Linked DNA regions of Sus scrofa: region 2 is linked to region 1. Evidence: chromatin contacts called from public Hi-C data. All regions are on one chromosome and are shown on one strand. Each heading gives the region's core, a stretch centred on a gene start, on an enhancer-like site or on the middle of the called end of the contact. The rest is flanking DNA. Distances are from core to core; before and after follow the strand shown.

Region 1 (3,202 bases), core at 480-2,979:
TTTCATCCAAGCAAGGCTGTTACATTCTAAAAAAAGAACTCTTTCAGTTAGATTTTCAAAGACTTAATCTCTGCTTATGGTACTTTAATGAATTCCATTATTTTAGGTTGTTACTTGTCTTATAAGCATCACATTATTTACTCTCTTGCTTCTTACAAGCCCATCTGCATAAATATGTATAAACACATCTCCCTTCGTTTCACATGTGTAAGTAAACAAGCACATTAGCATGTCCGTGAACACACGTATGCACATGTGTACACACACACACCATACACTTGCGTGATCACAAGCAGAAAGAATTTTTCTCCCTTAATCGTGAAGTCCAGTCAGAACAATAAATTGACAAAAAAAAGAAGGATATTGTCATTGACCTCCAGATCAAAGACCATCATTTTTATAATTTAGTCTTTTAATCAAAGCTAGACATGTACACATGTAGAGTTAAATAGTTCTACCAGAATCATTACCAAAACCACACCAAACCAAAACCATCTCTTGTTCATTAGTCACAATCTCAAACTTTTATTTCCAGGAGTCCACCTTTTGTGACTTTTTAAACTGTTGCTCTTGGTTTTTTACCTGTGTATCAATATTATATCCTCTTTCTAACACTATTTGTGATTTTTCAGTGTTAGGCAGCATAAATTGATTTCCTACTAGGGAAATAAGGATTTACTTCTTTTTTACTCTTCCTTCCACCACCCTCCTCTCACTCTCCCTCACTCCTCCCATCTCTCTCATACAGATGCACACACTTCTCCTCAAATCCGTTATACTTTAATCAAAATTCTTAATAATTCAGTATTTAACATTGACATTATAACCATGTAAACTGTTCTCAATGAGCCACATAGAATATGCACAACTATTGGTTTTCTATGAAATGAACAACAGGATTGATTTTTAATTTTGTTGTCTTTTTATTTACCCAGACTATCTGTCCCTTCTCTAAGTCCCCTCCCAACACATTAGAGCACATCAGGAATAAAGTCAGTTTCATCTTCTCCCAGATATTCTCTCAGAGTCCCCTGACCTGGCTGCTCTCTATTCCTAGACCCAGCTTATAGGCCAAGCTTAAAGCACTGGATTCTCACTTTTTCTACAAAATCAAAGGGTTTTCTGACAATAAGTTTAGCCAAAATCCATCCTCTGGCTGTGGTCTGCACTGGCGAATTACCCTGTGGGATCTTGGTGCCATTTGGTATGATGGCAGTTGGAAATAGCACGCCATTCTTGCGGTGGGTGGAGTTTATCATGGCACTCTGTCCTGTCATTCCATTTAAATCTCATCGCATCCCAGGAGAGTGAGTGCTGCTCTCTAGACGGTTGCCATCCACTCAGGTTACACACAGAGTGTGCAGAGCCAGAAGCAGACTCTGCTCTAAATAAGCCCTTATGTCTGGTCTAAACTTTATTCTATTCCCCTGCGCATTCTGTCCCTAGGAGCTCAGCGCTATTTCCTTGAAAATATCAAGGTTCTTACATTTTAATTCTCCAAGACTCTCAGAAGTTTGGTTTGAGCCATTCCATTCCCCAAAGTAGTTCAGGCAGCCTCTCCAGTAAGCAGAATGTGGCCAGGCCAATTACTGGTCTTTGATTGGATCTGAAATAAGCCAACTCTGAAGGTCAAATGCTTTAATTTGGGGGATACAAGCTAGTTACTATTGAGAGGATAAAAAAGAGTCACTGTTGTGTTTGGGGAAGGCATCCCCCTACAGTAATTTCTAATTAATCAGACTGGCTCGTGGTCTGCAGGTTTGGCTCTGTAAATAGAAAGCAGATGCTCTTGTGGGGGCTGCCAGAGTAAGAAAAATAGCAGAAATGTCTTCAAGCTGTGATGATTTCAAGAGAAGGATTTGAAGAAATGATGGCTAGGTGCTCAGACATTTTATTAAAAGTAGTAGTGGGCGTATATAGCCATAAACCTTATTCTTTTCCTAGAAAAGCTGTCTGAAATATGTTTCAAATAAATTTCCCAAATGTCCTTGTCAAAAACAAACAAACAAACAAAAAGATTTGGGAATGCAAGGAATTATCTGCCTTACTTGCAAACCAACCTATTTTTACAAAGTTCATTCTTGGTCTCTCAAAAGGAAGATACATATTCACAGTGTCTACCACATGCCAGGCACTTTGCAGCTGTTATTTCCTTGGAGCCTCATAAAAACCCAGCCAGGGAGTTGGCTTTTATTTATTTATTTATTTATTTATTCATTTATTTTCACTTAGATGAAGAGAGGCAAAGAGAGTGAAGCAACTCTGGATCACACATGAGCAAGGGAGGAGCTGGGAGATGCCCCAGGTGACAAGCAGAGCTGGGTTAGAGCCTGGTGACCTGAGCTCCGGTTGAACCACAGACCCACCTGATTCAAATCCCAACTCTGCCTTCACTGGCTCCAGTGCCTTGACCAGGTCACTTACTCTGTCCCTACTTTCCTCAACTATTATTTAGGGATGCGAGACAGCATGCAAACGAACAACGGTCAAGCCATGTATGACAGTAGAACTCTGGCCCTCGACCTCTGTAGCAACCAGGCTGGGAAGCCAAACCATCACCTGGTCAGTAATTGGCCCAGAACTGTCAGCATGTAGCCAAGGCCACCAGCTTCCCTAGATTTTTGCCCTTTCTTTCAACTCATAGCCAACAGCGGAAAGCTAAATATATTCCCCCCAAAAAATGACATAAAATGTTCTACTTCTAGTTAGCCCACCTCTTGCTTCTCTATGTCAATAGCCTCTAATGAAAGATAGATAGATAGATAGATAGATAGATAGATAGATAGATAGATAGATAGACAGACAGACAGACAGACAGACAGACAGGCAGGCAGACAGATCTGGCTTTTGTATTGACAGATTATATCAATTACTTAGATGAAGGGAGAACACAAATTAAGAGCAGTTGGAGATAGACATTGCTCACTCCTGCATTAAAGGTTGTTGTAAAGGCAACAGAGGAAAAGAGAGGAAAAATTTCCAGAGAAATGAACCATCTAGCTTCAGGTAGTGTTCCAGAAGAAAAAAAAAATTAAGACCCATAAGATGACTTTGGAGCTCAGCGGGGAATACAAATGTGTACGGGAGATAATGAAGCCCTCTATTCCACAGTAAATGTTCATCTCGCTGTAAAAGACAAAGAGCTGTGAAATAGCCCTGGGAAGCCCAGACATGAGAGAAAGATGAAGAAGCAAACATTTTA
Region 2 (2,995 bases), core at 24-2,523, 140 kb after region 1:
CATCTTTGAACCTCCAAGTCCAACTGACTCACATCCTGGGCTGGAACACAACTTGCCTGCCAGTGAGACCTGTGAGTGGTTCAGTGCAGGCTCCCACTGCACTTGGGGACAGCCTCTCCTTGCTGTGTAAGATACAGCCAAGGTCAGCCATTTGCCATGGCAAGGACTCTTTGAGCATCTTTAGAGCAAGGCACTCACAAGGCTTGAAAGGGACCATTTTTTCACAGGTCCCCACCTATTACCTAAAATATGTAGCTCTGATATGTATGAGCAGGGTTTTAAATTGCAGAGACGCTGTCCAGAGTTCTCAGGCCCTCCTGTCTCAGCTTAAAATCTCATGCTCCAGCTCCACTGAGTCTGAGTTTAGCTAAGTGGCATAGTAGTCACTGTCCGAAACATTAAAAGACAGAACAGTGTCCTGAGAGTCACGTTGGACAAAGAGGTAAAATAGCACAGGTCCACCTTCCACCAGCCTGCTTCCCATGTGACGAGGGCGGCAGCTGCTGCCAAGCAGCGTATGCCTCTGTTCTAGGGGCCAGATGCTGAACTTGAAGTGCACTGAGTTCTCACTCCATGAAGTAGGGATTATTATTATTACCATTTTGCAGAGAAGGAAACTGAGTCTTACAAAAGTACCTTCTCCCAGCCACAAGGACCCAAGATACACCCCCAGATATGTTGGGACCCATTTGTTCTTTAGAAACATCCACTTCCATGACTCCTGTTCAATGCTGCCTCTTGAGCCAGTTTGAGGACTTGAGCCACTTAATGTTTCTGAGCCTCAGTTGCCCCATATCTAAACTCAAGCTATAGACTCATTTGGGGAGTTTTGTTTTTTTTTGTTTTTTTTTTCTCTTCTGGCAACCATGAGGTGTATGGAGTTCCCCAGGCCAGGGATCAGATCCGAGTCGCAGTTGTGACCTATGTTGCTGCTGCGGCAACACCAGATCCTTTAACCCACTATGCCCAGCTGAGGGGAATAGAACCTATGTCCTGGCGCTGCAAAGACAGGGCAGTTTTTAAAATGCAGACTCCCTGGCCTGAGACCTGGCAGGAGAGTGCAGCATGTTCCCAGCTTCCTGGTTGGCTGTGTCCTCCTCAGAGCTCATGTCCTCGTTCAGGAGTCAAACCCTAGATGCTCCATGTACAGATGATGCTTTAATGACTTCAAATAATGTACCTTCTCTGTGAGACAGTCACTGAGAGCACACCATCTGCCCTGGCCCCTGTTGCTTTAATTCTGACTCTCCCTCAGGCAGCTGCTGTCACTTGAGCCCATTCCAGTTCAGCCTGGCTCTCACCGAGAGGGGTTAGAAGGGAGAGCTCTCAGGGGTGAGAGTCAGACTGCCCATTTGGACTGAGAGGCTGTATTAGTTTCCTAGGACTGCTGTAATAAAACACCACCAAGCGGGTGGCTTAGAGCAGCAGAAATGTATTCTCTTCCAGTTCCAGAGGCTGGAAGTCTAGAAGCAAGGTGTTGGCAGGGTCCCGCTGAGACTCTGCTCCTTTTGAGATTCCCTCTGAGACTCTGGGTCAGATTCCTCCTCGCCTCTTCCAGTGGTGGCTGTCCATCCTTGGCATCCTGGGCTTGCACCTGCATTACTCTAGCCTCTGCCTCCCTCTTCCTATTTGGTCATCTTTCCTGTGTGTCTCTCTTTTCCTTTTACAAGGTCACCTGTCATAAAGGATTAGGGCCCACTCTAATGACCTCATCTTCACTTGGTAACCTGGGCAAAGACCCTCTTTTCCAAGTAAGTTCACATTCACAGGGACCAGGGGTCAGACCTTCAGCCTATCTTTTTGATAAACACAGTTCAATCCACAGCAGAGGCACTTCTCCTACGTCCCGTTATCCTTCATCTCACGAGCTTCATGGAAGCCGAGTCCACTGAACACTCCCTGTCTGCTTTGAAAGTATCTCAGGAGAGGAGAAGGCTATGCTTCTGACCCACATTCAGAGCTTCTGAGGGATCCAAGAGTTTAAAAACTTCTCCTGCTTCATCTGCCCACATGAGTTCCTACGAGGCAGCTGTGTAAAGTTCTGGCCTGGATCCCAGAAGCAGTCATCAACACCCCTTTTCATGAATAGATGTGGAGGCAGAGCGCCTCAGGACATGAGGATGGAGGGGAAATAGATGTGAAAGAAGATGCTGGCGGGGCTGAGATGCGCCCAGGTCCCCAGGCCCCTGATTATTTCATCATGCCCGGTTCTCACTGAATTGAGACCCCTGTCCCTGCCTTGCTGAAAGCACTGTCGCATTTTCTGTGTCCAGCCTGGGCCAGCACAACCCCAAACGGCAACTCTTCACTTGAGCCACCTTTGGTAAACTGAATTCAAGAGCAGCTGTGGCCAGGGATTTTCCTGGCAAAATTTAAAAGGGAAATTCTTCTGTTATGAAAAAGCAAGAGCAGTATGTTTTTCTTCTTTCTGAAACGCACTGTGCTTCTAGTGTAATTTGTACCAGGTTGCAGTTTATTGCACATTTAAACTCAGCCTCATTTATTCTTCAACCTGTGGCTGAGTGATAATAAGAAAAGTTATCTGGTACTGCCTCTGCCCTGGGAGCTCTTATAAATGCAACCATGTTAGGCAGACACCATTACTTGTCCCCTTTTTAAAGACGGAAAGTCATTTGCCCAAGGTCACAGCTAGTCATGGATAAACTGACTTTTGAACCCAGTAGCCTAGTTCCAAAGGCCAGGCTCAGAGCCATTTCATTGTCTGTCCCTTGACTCTGAGCCCCATTTTCAGATGAGTTAGTAAGTTCCAGGTCATTTACTGCCAGACCCACTAGAACAGTCAGCAGGTGGTAGAGACAAGACCTTCAGGTCTTCTATTGTGTAATCCTACCATAAAATCCCCTCTAGTAAGAACGCCTTTCCTGCTCCAGGCCTCTCCCTGCTCCCATCCTGTTTGGTTTAGTGCCTTCAAAATACAATGGAGGTGTCCACGCTGGTGGGAAGTTTTCCATCTCACAGCTTGGCTTTGGCTGCT

The links. Hi-C and Micro-C count contacts between places; a contact is called where the count stands out from the background.
Region 2: a contact with region 1 is called in a Hi-C map of fetal skeletal muscle, with 1.9 times the contacts expected there. The contact joins two enhancer-like sites. A contact is called at or near these places in 2 of 47 Hi-C or Micro-C datasets (fetal skeletal muscle and skeletal muscle) and 1 of 2 datasets of contacts at active chromatin or transcription factors (skeletal muscle).

What each region holds. Positions count from the first base shown.
Region 1 is chr18:37,357,507-37,360,708 of Sscrofa11.1, forward strand. No RefSeq gene overlaps it. Among named protein-coding and RNA genes, the nearest start is that of AOAH, 58 kb to the right of the region's middle. Within about 2 kb of position 1,730, at least 2 of the 83 cell types and tissues checked have an H3K27ac peak or open chromatin away from gene starts, as enhancers often do. A contact at or near this core is called in fetal skeletal muscle, where this site is marked.
Region 2 is chr18:37,493,233-37,496,227 of Sscrofa11.1, forward strand. All of the region lies in intron 7 of AOAH (acyloxyacyl hydrolase), which reads left to right. Among named protein-coding and RNA genes, the nearest start is that of AOAH, 78 kb to the left of the region's middle. Within about 2 kb of position 1,274, at least 8 of the 83 cell types and tissues checked have an H3K27ac peak or open chromatin away from gene starts, as enhancers often do. A contact at or near this core is called in fetal skeletal muscle, where this site is marked.